2 separate regions of the Mus musculus genome follow, and region 1 is linked to region 2. A link is a contact called in public Hi-C data. All regions are on one chromosome and are shown on one strand. The core of a region is the stretch at or near the end of the contact, and the rest is flanking DNA. Distances in the headings are between cores, read along the strand shown.

Region 1 (6,495 bases), core at 865-3,364, 330 kb after region 2:
GGGGGAAGGACAGTGACATTGAGGGCTGCGGCAATGGCAAAGACGAACAACGTTAACACTGTCCTGAGTTTTAAACCATACCATCAATTCAACAATGACACGACAGGCCAGGCGTGGTGGTATATTTCTTCAATCCCAGCACTTGAGAGACAAGTGGATCTCTCTGTGAGTTCAAGACCAGCCTGGTCTACATAGCAAGTTCCTGGCCAGCCAGGGCTATGTAGACCTTGTCTCCAATAAAATTAAACAAAACCATACAATAGTAATCTCACACCCTGTAAATAGAAAGCATTAGAGTAACACCTGTTTGGCTCTGACATTACATACCTTTCCCGTTGCTGTTGAGCCAGTAAAGGAAATTTTGGACACCAATGGATCGGTACACAGGACCTCTCCCACTTCCTTGGCCTTGTTTCTAGAGCAGGGAATGACGTTGTAGACACCTGCAGGGATTCCCGCCTGGTTTGCAAGCTTTAAAGAGAAACAGCAAACACACCATAACAAGGATTGAACTGAAAAAAAACAAAACAAACAGAACCAGAAGTAAACATGTTTAACCCGGAATGCAATGTAAAACATAAGTTGCCTTGGGCCACAGTAAAAACCATACTGAAGAGAATCTGACCTGGTGGTGCACGTCTATAACTCTAACTCTTGGGAGGTAAAGGCAGGAGGATCACAAACTCAAGGTCATCTTCGATTACATAGTGAGTTCAGGGCCAGCCTGGGCTATAGGACACCCTATTCCCTCACAATAATATATTATGGGCTGGATAAACAGCTCAGTGCCTATTAGCATGTATGGCTCTCTTTGAGAGAACCCGAGTTTAGTTCCCATCACCCATAGCTTACCACCCTCCAGCTCCAGGGTATCCTATACTCTTTTCTGGTTTGGGTACAGTTCCCCCTCCCATACACATATAAATGTAATTAAAGATTTAAAAATATGTTAACATCAGCACCAATAAAAAACCTTCTTTTAGGTCCATATATGTGCATGTATATGTGTGACTATGTGTGTATATGTCTATTCACACGCACATATGTGCTAAAGATTAAAGCCACAGTCTCTCTCTGCTAAGCACACACTGTGACTGAACTACCCTCCTAGCCTCCTAAATAAATACATGGGTATAACTAAGTAGCAATGTGAGTTCCATCCACCAAGTACAGTGTCTTAGGTAAGAGCTTTAGCGCCACCTCCTGTTCAGTCTGAGGCAAATCTCAAGCTTTTTGACTGACTGTAGACTCCAGCGTGGAGCGGGGAAAGGATGTCTAGAGAAAACTCACGAAGCTGCTCACTAGTTCCTGTGGGTCAGAGCTGAGGAAAGGGAGGCACAGACAGGAGGAACTCAACAGAGGTGAAGATCTGGGGAGGAGGGAAGCAGCCACTGACCCCAGCCACCTGACCTGGGGACCTGGGCCTTGCCAGGACAGGGTCTAGAGCAGGTCTGTCCTGAATTTCCCAGATCTCTATAGCCCTCATTAGCCTCAAAATGGTGGCCATCCTCCTGCCTCAACCTCCCCAGTACTGATATTACTGGAGTAGTTAGTAAGGTTTTTTGTTTGTTTGTTTTTGTTAGCAAGGTTTTTAATCTCACTAATCTCTCACAAAAACAATAAGTATGAAGCGAATGTCCTTGTATGTTAATCAAAGTATTAAAACAAATCAAATCAGCAATGTGGTAGCAAATCCAAATATCAGGACATTATTTATGAGAAGACCGAGGGACCAAGTTTCTCCACAGACAGAAACTGCAAGTGGGTAGAGGCCTGCGGGATAAGACCTATGTGAGGAGGGAGCCCAGAGAACGCCCCCGGACAGACCCAAGGGAAGCCCATGGGTGCTCACGGGACCCCCCGGGACACAGGCAGACCACCTGGAAAAATGCAGATGCAAACCTGTAAGTCAGAATAATTAGAGAGAATACAATAAAAAAAATTGAGAGTTTAAAAAAAAATCAGAAATGACCACCAAGCTACAAGAACATGAGAAAGAAAAAGTAACCCACAAAACCTTTGTGTTGGCTGCTTTCTGTCAGGGTGCTACCACAGGAAGTCAAGAGGGGTGGGTACCAATGGAGGCAGGCCTTCTGCTTGTTTGTTTAGTTTGCGACAGGCTCTTCCTGGGTAGCCAGGCTGACATCAATCTTTCTGCCTCCGCCTCCCAAGCGAAGGCTTCAAGTGTAGTGGCTTAGCCCCTGGTCTTTAGATCACCAAAGGCTTGCTCCCTGTGATGACATTCATTGCTGATGTACAGGACAGCCTAGGAGACATGTGACCGAGCACAGGAGACACTCGTCACCTGTGGGCTGGGGTCCGCAGACCCAGTCAAAAGAGGAAAACAGGAAGCCAGCTGAGAACGCCATTCACTTGATTTTGCCTCCTGACTGCAAACCTAACTCAACAGGTTACCTCAGGCTCCTGAGGACATGACTTCAGGGCCATGATGAACTGCATCCCCTAAAGCTACAAGTCTCCTTCCATGCCCCTGTCAGACATCTGTCACAGCAACAAGAAAAGGAGTTCAGACCCCTCCAAAGGGCATCGTGGAGCCAAGCGTTTCCTCTTTCTTTTGCTTTGGGGCTGTGAGGTGGACAGTTACCTTTGCCACACTGTTCTTACCATGATGTGCTGTTTTACCATAGGCACAAAGGTGCAGGGATCATAGCCTGGAACCTCCAAAACCTATGGATAAAGTAGACCTTTCCTCTTCATAAGCTATTAACTCAGGCATTTCATTATAGTGACAGGGAGCTGGCTAACACAAAGGTCCAAGAACAAAACAACCAGAAAGACATCAGCTAAGGAAGGACTAGAAGTGTGCAAACCACAGGTCCTTACAGAACTAAGTCTGGACAAGGAGGGAGAGGATGGAGCAAGCATATATTGGTTGCGGCCTTGGGCATATAGACCTGGTTTCCGTGGTGTTAGGGATTGAACCCGTGGCCTCACACGTACTAAGCAAGAACTCTCCCCCTTGGCTATCTCTCCAGCTCGAGGTTTTACTTGTTGTTTTGAGATATGTCTTCCTCATTGCGATCAAATCCCAACAAGAAGCAGTTTGAGGAAGGCAGGTTTATCTCGGCTACAGGTTGAGCAGAGATGCAGTCCATCGAGGCAGGAGGCTAGGATGCACGATGCACAGTAACACTGTCCACAGAAACAGAGAGGAGCAGACAGAACGACCAAGCCTACGGGGAACTCTTCCCATTCAAATAACCATGGTGCTACTCTAAGTTGCTTAGGCGGGCCTTGAACTTTGAGATCTCTTGCCTCAGTCTCCTGAATAGCTGGGATATAAGGCTTGTTCCACCAGGTTGGTGACACTTAGTTCTTACGTGAATTCAGGCTGGATGTAGAATCCCAGTGAAGACAGAAGATGGTTGACAAGAGCAAAGCATAAAATTGACAGTAATGAATGACCACAGCCTGTGATGAGCATGTTCTTCTTAAAGAACAGTCAGTGCGTGAAGGAAGGGGAGGACATGTGGATCTCTGAATAGGACAGTGTGTCCTATGAATGTCACAGAGAGAAAACGGGGGCAGGAAGGCTACAAAGGCTAATACGGTTATTTCACTGAGTGTCTATTCTGGTTCACTACAGTCTTGTGTTCCAGTCTCTGGTGACCTGCAAGGTTTTCCAGTGTATGAAGCACTCCCTCCTAAAAGTATGCTTCTGACTTGTGACATGTAGGAAAACTTAGGCTGAATGGCTCTTTGTGAAATATTTCCTGCACCTCAAAATAACCGCTATGCCAATGGGGTCCCTTTGAGGTGCACGCCCATCACTTCTTCACTGGCAGTAGGCTGGCAAGGGGCTCAGTGGGTAAAGTGCCTGCTATGGAAACCTGGAGACCTGCGTCAGAGCCCTCATAAAGGCAGAAGGAGAGGACAGACTCCACCAAGTTATCCTGTCACCTCCACAGGAGTGCTGTGGGACACATGTCGTGTCCATCCCACTCAACGTGTGTATGCACACACAATAATTAATAAATGTTTAAAAATGTGTGAAGAAGCAAGTCATGTGAGCATGGCTGGGGAAGAATGTTCCAGAAGAAAACGTTTGCCCAATACCTGAGTTGAGGGTGAGGTTAGAGGGTGTAAGGAGTGGCAGGGGCCAGAGTGGCTCAAACAGAAGAATGAGGCCTCTGAAGTGGAGACAAGTCAGAGGGTGCCGGAGTATGGGAGGTGGTATAGACCCTTGAAGGCTACTGCAGTAAACCTGTGTTTTATTGAGTGACACATGAAGCCTTCTGAGAGTTTTCAGCAGGAAACTAAAAAGATCTGACTGAATAGAGATTGAACCAGCATCAGGCACAGTGAATAAGAAACCTTGGGGCTGGAGGATGGCTCAGTGGTTCAGTGCACTTGGTGGGTGCTTTTCCTGGGCACCCACATGACAGGGCTCACAACCACCTGGAACTCCAGCTTCATCTATGCATCTATCTATGCATCTACCTATCCATCCATCCATCCATTTATAGAATAGCTGCTGGTGGACTAAGAAGATTGCAGGAGACACATGCAGAAAAGGAGATTCCAAAAATGTCTCTCCCTGCCCTTGAGAAGCATCCACCTGGGCGCCTGATTGATTCTGCACGGAGAAACTCACCTGAGCCAGGGCCAGGGCGGAATAGGGTGTGTCTTCAGCAGGTTTCACCACCACAGTGCAGCCAGCTGCCAAGGCGGCCCCCACTTTCCGGGTGATCATCGCACTGGGAAAATTCCACTGGAAAAACAGAGGAAGGATATAAGCGTTGGGAGTGCCTCAGGATCCAAGACGAGGCAGGGCAGAGAGCCAGTCACCATTCCATTGCCCAACTGACTGGCAAACCTGTTTGCTTCAATACAGGTGAGCTCTCAGAACACCTGACTCTGGCCAGTGTGATGGACTCAGGAGGTCAAAGTTCACAGAAGCAGGCCACAGTCTGACACAGTACAAAACTATCTAGACCAATGTGTTCTTTGAGGGCCATATCTTGCAGGATGCATAGGTTTTTTTGTTTGTTTGTTTGTTTTTTATTAGGTATTTTCCTCATTTACTTTTCCAATACTATCCAAAAAGTCCCCAATACACTCCCCCCGCCCCCCACATTCCCCTACCCACCCACTCCCACTTTTTGGCCCTGGCGTTCCCCTGTACTGGGGCATATAAAGTTTGCATGTCCAATGGGCCTCTCTTTCCAGTGATGGCCGACTAGGCCATCGTTTGATACATATGCAGTTAGAGTCAAGAGCTCCGGGGTACTGGTTAGTTCATAATGTTGTTCCACCTATAGGGTTGCAGATCCCTTTAGGTCCTTAGGTACTTTCTCTAGCTCCTCCATTGGGGGCCCTGTGATCCATCCAATAGCTGACTGTGAGCATCCACTTCTGTGTTTGCTAGGCCGGATGCATAGTTTTTGTTACAACTCTGCACCTCTGAAGTTGTCTTATGAACACAGGCTCATAAATGAACCCCATGTGTACTAATAGAACTTTATTTATAAACACATGACCTAGCTAGATTTGGTCTGAGGCTCTTAAGTAAAACAGGTCAGTATATGACTTTGGAAATGGCTGCTTTACTTACTTTTATATACATATTTATAGGGAATAGATATCTACAAATCTAATTTCATTTATTTATATGTGTGTGTTTAAGGATATATGGAGTTACTGTGAGCCATCTGATATGGGTACTGGAGACCAAACTTCTTGGATCCTTTGGAAAAGCAGCCAGTGCTGTTAACTACTGAGCCATCTCTCTAGCCCCACTGTAAATTTTACGTTAACAAAATTCATATTGTGCATATAGTGCTTATTTCGTCTCATTTATTGTCCTAAGCACTTTCCAATTCCAATGAACTAAGTCCTTATGACATCCCAATGAGCTCATTGTTATTATTATCCCTATTTACATATTTGGGGAAACTGAGACATTGCAGGTAAATAACTTGCCCAAGAGCACATGACCAACAACAGCGAGCTTCAGGGCAGGTTTCATCAGTCCAGGTAGCAAAGAGGACTCTATCTGTAACTGTGCTGATCAGGGAGACCAGCAGCCTTGAAAACAGCTGGCAGACCCTGGAGAGAAGTTGGCACCAAGCTCCTCCAGGAAAGGCTTATGAGAAGAACCTGGTGCCCACCAGTGTACTGCAAACCCATCTGGGCAGAGACAGCATCTTAATTCATCGCCCTTGGACCTCCAGAACCTGGCCCTGTGCCTACCCTCAGAGGCATAAATGTTTTGCTATGGATGATAATCACAAAATAAACATAATTCTTTAATAATGGTACAAATTTTAAAAAGTAAATGCCCCCTTTGAAGTCGATTAAAGACGACAACATTTCAAAGGTGTTTTCAGAGGAGCTAGGCGATCCCACGATGGAGTCTTCACACCAGGTCGGAAAGTCTCTGCAGGTCACCCTGTTTTTGAAGGCATCAGAAAACATGTGTCTCTTCTTATGTCCCTACACCTGACCCTGTCACAAAGAATGTGGAAACACAAG
Region 2 (6,061 bases), core at 1,387-3,886:
ACTTTCTCCACAAGTCCTTCCTGGTTCTCATGGTCTCATCAAATGCTCTTTCGAAGGGCAGAACCCTGGGCTTCCCCTATGATAAATAGCATCTGTTGCATCAACTTGGAATTGCCTTATAACTTTTCCCGACTCACCCCAAAGCTGAGCGGTGTGCCATGCTTCATGGCTCACATGAGCAATGGAGATAAAAATAGGACCCGCAGTGCTAGGCTGCTGGGATGGTCAGGTAAGACAGCATTTGTGTAAGAAAAGCACTGGAGCATCACAGGAGTGGCACCCATGCCTGTTTAAAACATTGTGTTCCTTTGTAGATTCTAAGTCCTAAGGGACAACTTCCATTTTTTGTCACAGCTATATCGTCTGTAAATGTTACTGAGGGAAGATTTTGGTCAGTTAATTAATCAGTCAAGTGTACAGATGCCGCAAAGCTATCTCAGGCTTCTGAGATCCAGAATAGGTAGTGGGTAATAAAATAGTTTCCAAACAAGATGAGTGAAGACAGAAGCAGAAGCAGAAGACAGAAGCAGAAGCAGTTACACAGGGCTGTTCTTGGTGAAGCATGCCTGTGGCCCTACCACACTAGAGGTGGAGGCTGGAAGACCATGGGTTCAAGACCAATCCTGTCTACATAGTGAGTTTAAGGTCAATATGGACTATAAGTAACTCTGTCTCCAAAATTTTTGTTTTTAAGAAGAAAATAAAATAAATAGAGGTGGCTTTTTAAGTTAGTAGAGAAAAGTGTGGCTTGTTGGTTTATACCTGTAATCCCAGTACTGGAGAGTCTGAAACAGGAGGATCACCACAAGAAAGCCAGCCTGAGTTACTTCATGAGTTCCAGACCAGCCTGGGAAACAGTGAGAAATATTATCCCTAAATAAATGATAAATAATAAATAAACAGCAAGGCAATAACTTGTTTACAATGAAATTTGGATCATTTCCATTAGACTTTTGAAAAAAAAAACTGAAGTGAGAATCCATTCACAGCATAAACAAAAGTAGTTCCATGGGCAGCTAGGTTCAGAAAAGAAAACAAAATTTTAAAGTCAAAACACAAGAAAGCAAAACTCTGGGCTGCTGAGATGGCTCAGTGGTTAAGAGCACTGACTGCTCTTCCGAAGGCCCTGAGTTCAAATCCCAGCAACCACATGGTGGCTCACAACCATCCGTAATGAGATCTGATGCCCTCTTCTGGTGTGTCTAAAGACAGCTACAGTGTACTTAGATATAATAATAAATAAATCTTTGGCCAGGAGCAAGCAGGGCTGAAGCAAGTGGGACCCAAGCGAGTGGGGCGGGAGCAAGCGGGGCCAGAAGTGAGCAAAGGTCCTGAGTTCTATTCCCAGCAACCACATGCTGGCTCACAACCATCTGTACAGCTACAGTGTATTCATATACATAAATAAATAAATCTAGGAAGGGAGGGAGGGAGGGAGGGAGGGAGGGAGGGAGGGAGGAAGGAAGGAAGGAAGAAAGGAGATGGAAAGCAAGCAAAGCTCCCTGTCTGACCTGGGGCAGCTGTGAGAGCTATGCTCTTTCATCAGTGTGGGAAGATGCTCTCCTGGAACAGTGAGTCAGGAAACAGCCTCACAGTGGCACTGCCTCTTGAAGTCCCAGGCTGAACAGAGCACCTGGCTTCTCTGGACTTTATTTCCACACCAGTAAATACAAATTCTTACTCTGGGGATGATGGTCTAGCCTATAATACCTGTACTCTGGAGGCTGAGGCAGGAGTTGAATATAAGGCTAACCTGAACTACACAAAGAGAGCTTGTCTCAAATAAATAAACTAACTAAATAAATAACATTTAAAAGGAGGTATGTTATGAGGACTAAATGATATAATGCTTGTATATCACAGATTTTATGGAATACCTAACTGCATATGTTTTTATTATTAGGTTTATATTAAAATGATGACAGCCAATTATATCTCAGAGGTAAGGGCTTTAGTGTTTTCCCTTTTAACTGTAGGTTCTAAGAACTCTGCAATGGCATGCTCTGTTTTTAAAAATAAAATGGAAAACAAGTTATTTTTAAGTTTAAAATACTTAAAAATCTCACCACTGGGGAATATTTTTGGTCATACAAAAATATCCATGATCTACTATTCAGAGTTTTCTAAGCAGGATAATTTAGATTATGAAAATATTTATTATTCCTGTATCGATAACCTCCAGGGAAGAATGAAAAACTTGCAGTAGCCACAGCCCCTGTCTCAGGTCTGTGTTACATGTGATTTTGACTTTATTTCTTGTCATCTTCTGTTTCCTAAATTCTTCACAAAGATGTGATTCTTAGCAATTACAGGGGGAAGTATTAAAAAAAAAAGGAGAAAACAGTAGGATTTTTAACAAGATCAAACAGAGCTTTTCATCCCAATCATAGGGGAAGAAAGGATTGTTCCAGATGAAAAGGTAAAAAGAATAAAGTGAGTCCCAGCTAAGGTCCTATATTTTTCTTGGCAAGAGAAGGCAAGGGAGAGAATGGTTTAGGCTTTGAAACAGTTGTGAGAAATGAAAAGGTCTAATTAGAGATTTTTTTTCTTTGAAGGGAGCACAGATGAAGGCCTTCTGAGTTGAAAACCTAACTAACCTCATAGTGTGAACAAGAACCGTGTGCTCCCAGCATGCATCAGCACAAGGCTGGGAATAGGGAGTTTCATCTAAGGCTGATGAGAGACCACACAGGAAACACCACACACAGCACATCTGGAGGGCTCGCCATCAGAACACTTGACTTTCAGAGAGTTGGCAGATGCCAGCCACACACACATGGCCATACTTGTAATCCTAGTCCTCAAGAGGCTGCCGCAGGAGAATTAGGATTATGTCTGGATTATGTAATGAGACCCTGAGTCAAACAAATAAACAAGCAAATAAAACAAAGAAACAATAAAGATGAAAGAACAGACTAGCATAGACAGATGTTATAGTTGACCATAGCACGGTATCTCCAAAGGGTTATGTATTAAATCCTTGGTCCTATCACCAATCACACTATTGAGAGACGGTAGAGTATTTAATACATGGGGGCTAGCGGGATGTGTGTGAGATGCCAGGTATCAAACTCAGAGTATTGTGATTTGAATGTGCAATGTCCCCATCTGTTCGTGGCTCCAACACTTGGTCCTCAGCTGATGGACATGTTTTAGGTCTTAGAACCTTTAGGGGGTGAAAGCTTGCTGATGGAAGTGGGTCTGAGTGAGTGGGTCAGGGAAAGTGGGTCAGGGCTTTAATATTTGAGAGCAGGTCCCACACCCTGTCCACTCTGCTTCTTAACTGTAGTTACAATATGATCATCCACCTCCTGTAACCAAGCCTTTCCTTCCACGATAGACTGTATCTCTTCAAACTGTGAGCCAAAATAAAGACCATCCCCCACCCCTTAAATTGCTTTGTGTCAGGTCTTTGGTCACAGCAATAAGAAAAGTAACTAATGCACTAGACAAGCACTGCACCATGGAGCCACACCCTAGGCCTCGTGTAGGCTTTTAGATTGTGGGGAGTGTGTCGTTGAAGACACTGTGAGACCCAAACTTCTTTCTTTCTTCCTCTCTTTTGCTTTCCAGCTATCTGATAAGCAGGCTTGCTCTGGGAACGCACTCCCACCATATGCCGTGCATTATCACAGGCCCAAATGCAATACAACTCAGCATGGACCTGGGTCTGTAAAACTAAAATCCAAAATAGCCCTTTCCTCTTTACAAGCTAATTATCTCAAGTATAGTGGCGAAAAGATAACAAACTCAGCTGGGACTGGTTATTGATTAACTTTTTTGGCTACAAAATACATGGAGTTTTTAAGAATGCAACCAACTCAGGCAAATGAAGTGAACTCTCCTCCCAGGATTTACCTGGAGCTACCCTTGGTTGACATTTTAGCCCACACTGTCTGGTAGATATGACATTACCTATCTTACCAACCAGACTAGGCGTGATCAAACTCAATAATATTTTACTACTTGGTTAAATATGTCTCCATTAGGAAGAATTCAATGTATCCACAGCCACTCAAAGGCATCCCAAAGACGTTCTCAGGCTTTGTCCTTGTTCTCAATGTTGTGATCCCTGGGCATGTCACTACTCTAACTTATTCTATTCATTGCATTGCCAAAGGAAATCACTGAGAGGAACTGGGCCTGCATCGTTCAGTATGTTGCATGGAACAGCTCCATTCTCCCGGTCCTTGCCTCCTCTGGGTTGCTGACTCTGGGTTCTAATGTAAGACTTCTTTTTGCCCACTCTGCCAAGGATGCAATTATACCAGATGTTAGTAGCTTCAGATGCAAAAAAGCTTGAGTAGGGAGGGGCTACCTGCTGAATAGGGAGGGGCTACCTGCCGAGTGCAGAGCAGCCACTCTGTGTGTTAGCTGGTATTTGATCTAACTTGCCAGTCTTTCCTCAAGGGCATTTCATTCTGGCACTCTGTGTGTGCTAAAGCTATCTTAACAATATAACCACTGCCCAGGCAACTTAGACAGCAAAGGTTTATTTTTTCATGGTGCTTAATGTTCTAATCCAAGATCAAGGCTTCAGATGGACAGGAAAAGATCCTTTTCCCCCCTCCCATCTTGTTTAAGTTCATAGCTGAGACCCCTGTATACAGAGACAGAAGAACTAGAGAAAAACACTCAAATGAACTTAATATAAGCCCTACAGGACACAAGGGTTTTCAGGAATGAAAACTCTTTGTTCTAAAACAGAGAAACCTGTGCCTACTTATGCTATGGACTGATGAAGAGCTGAACAGAGAGGTGATTGGGTAAGAGAAGTCTGATTTACGCTGGGAGCTGGGGTAGCTGAGTGTTGAGTTTCTCTGTGTCTGTAAAAAATAAGAGCATTCAGACTGGAGAGATGGCTCAGTGGTTAAGAGCACTGACTGCTCTTCCAGAGGTCCTGAGTTCAATTCCCAGCAACCACATGGTGGCTCACAGCTACTTGTAATGGGATCTGATGCCCTCTTCTGGTTTGTCTGAAGACAGCTACAGTATATTCCTATAAGTACAATAAGTAGATCTTCCTTATAAATAGAAGAACATTCCTTCTTGTGCAGAGAACGGACTTCTCAGCGGGGGTCTTATGTTGGCTTTGGAGAAGGACAAGGGGAAGGTGAAACCAACCCAGTTCACCTTTGTTGTTGTTGGTTTTATTTTTCAGTACTAAGGGGCTGTAGCTAGAGCTTTCATACAAGCCGGGCAGTCCCTATCACAGGCTATTTTCCCAGCCAGAACTCATCTTCCTCAGACTGAGCTGTTTCTTTAAATGCCACAGTGCCATATTTTGGCATTGCATGAACTGAAACACATCACAGTGGATTCTGTGAGGGCTCCCTTCTTGCCCTCAGCTGCCCTACTTCCTGGTGTATGCTTTAAAGATGGAGCTCTCTGGCATATCCTTGTACAAGGACACTAGTTGCATTAGATCAGGGACCCACCCCACCCCAGCCTTAGGACTTCGTTTACCTTTACTTTCATATTCCAGATATAGCCATAACTAGGGGACTAGAGCTTTCAGTATGACATGGGGAATGGGAAGATGAAGCAATCTAGTCAACCAATGAATGTGCCCAGCACTTCCTTCTATGGTACACCCACATCAACTCTATGACTACTACCGTTCACCTGGGTCATATGTCTTCTTAAAGCTTTCAGGGAGCAGACCTCATGCTCAATTTTTGTCCACTACAATGCTGGAATCCTGTCCAGACCTACTTATAAGGGGCAATTGTTTTTCTTTTTTAATCAATTTACTTATTTTATGTATATGAGTATACTGCAGCTATACAGATGGTTATGAGCCTTCATGTGGTTGTTGGGAATTGAATTTTGGGACCTCTACTTGCTCTGGTCAGTCCTGCTTAGCCCCGTTCACTCCAGTCGACTCTGACCGCTCAGGCCCAAAAATTTATTGATTATTATATATGAGTTCACTGTAGCTGTCTTCAGACACACCAGAAGAGGGTGTCAGATCTCATTACCGATGGTTGTGAACCACCATGTGGTTGCTGGGATTTGAACTCAGGATCTTCGGATGAGCAATCAGTGCTCTTACCCTTTG

What was found. Hi-C and Micro-C count contacts between places; a contact is called where the count stands out from the background.
Region 1: a contact with region 2 is called in a Hi-C map of CD8 T cells, with 2.4 times the contacts expected there. The contact joins two enhancer-like sites. A contact is called at or near these places in 2 of 39 promoter capture datasets (liver and stem cell-derived epiblast-like cells), 2 of 484 Hi-C or Micro-C datasets (CD8 T cells and embryonic stem cells) and 1 of 115 datasets of contacts at active chromatin or transcription factors (embryonic stem cells).

The regions. Positions count from the first base shown.
Region 1 is chr13:24,919,352-24,925,846 of GRCm38.p6, forward strand. Aldh5a1 (aldhehyde dehydrogenase family 5, subfamily A1) reads right to left here. Exons shown (of 10, transcript NM_172532.3): 4 at 4,616-4,732; 5 at 328-471. Among named protein-coding and RNA genes, the nearest start is that of 9330162012Rik, 15 kb to the right of the region's middle. Within about 2 kb of position 2,115, at least 27 of the 459 cell types and tissues checked have an H3K27ac peak or open chromatin away from gene starts, as enhancers often do. A contact at or near this core is called in CD8 T cells, where this site is marked.
Region 2 is chr13:24,591,870-24,597,930 of GRCm38.p6, forward strand. It overlaps a transcript of Ripor2 not described here. Among named protein-coding and RNA genes, the nearest start is that of Ripor2, 44 kb to the right of the region's middle. Within about 2 kb of position 2,637, at least 16 of the 459 cell types and tissues checked have an H3K27ac peak or open chromatin away from gene starts, as enhancers often do. A contact at or near this core is called in CD8 T cells, where this site is marked.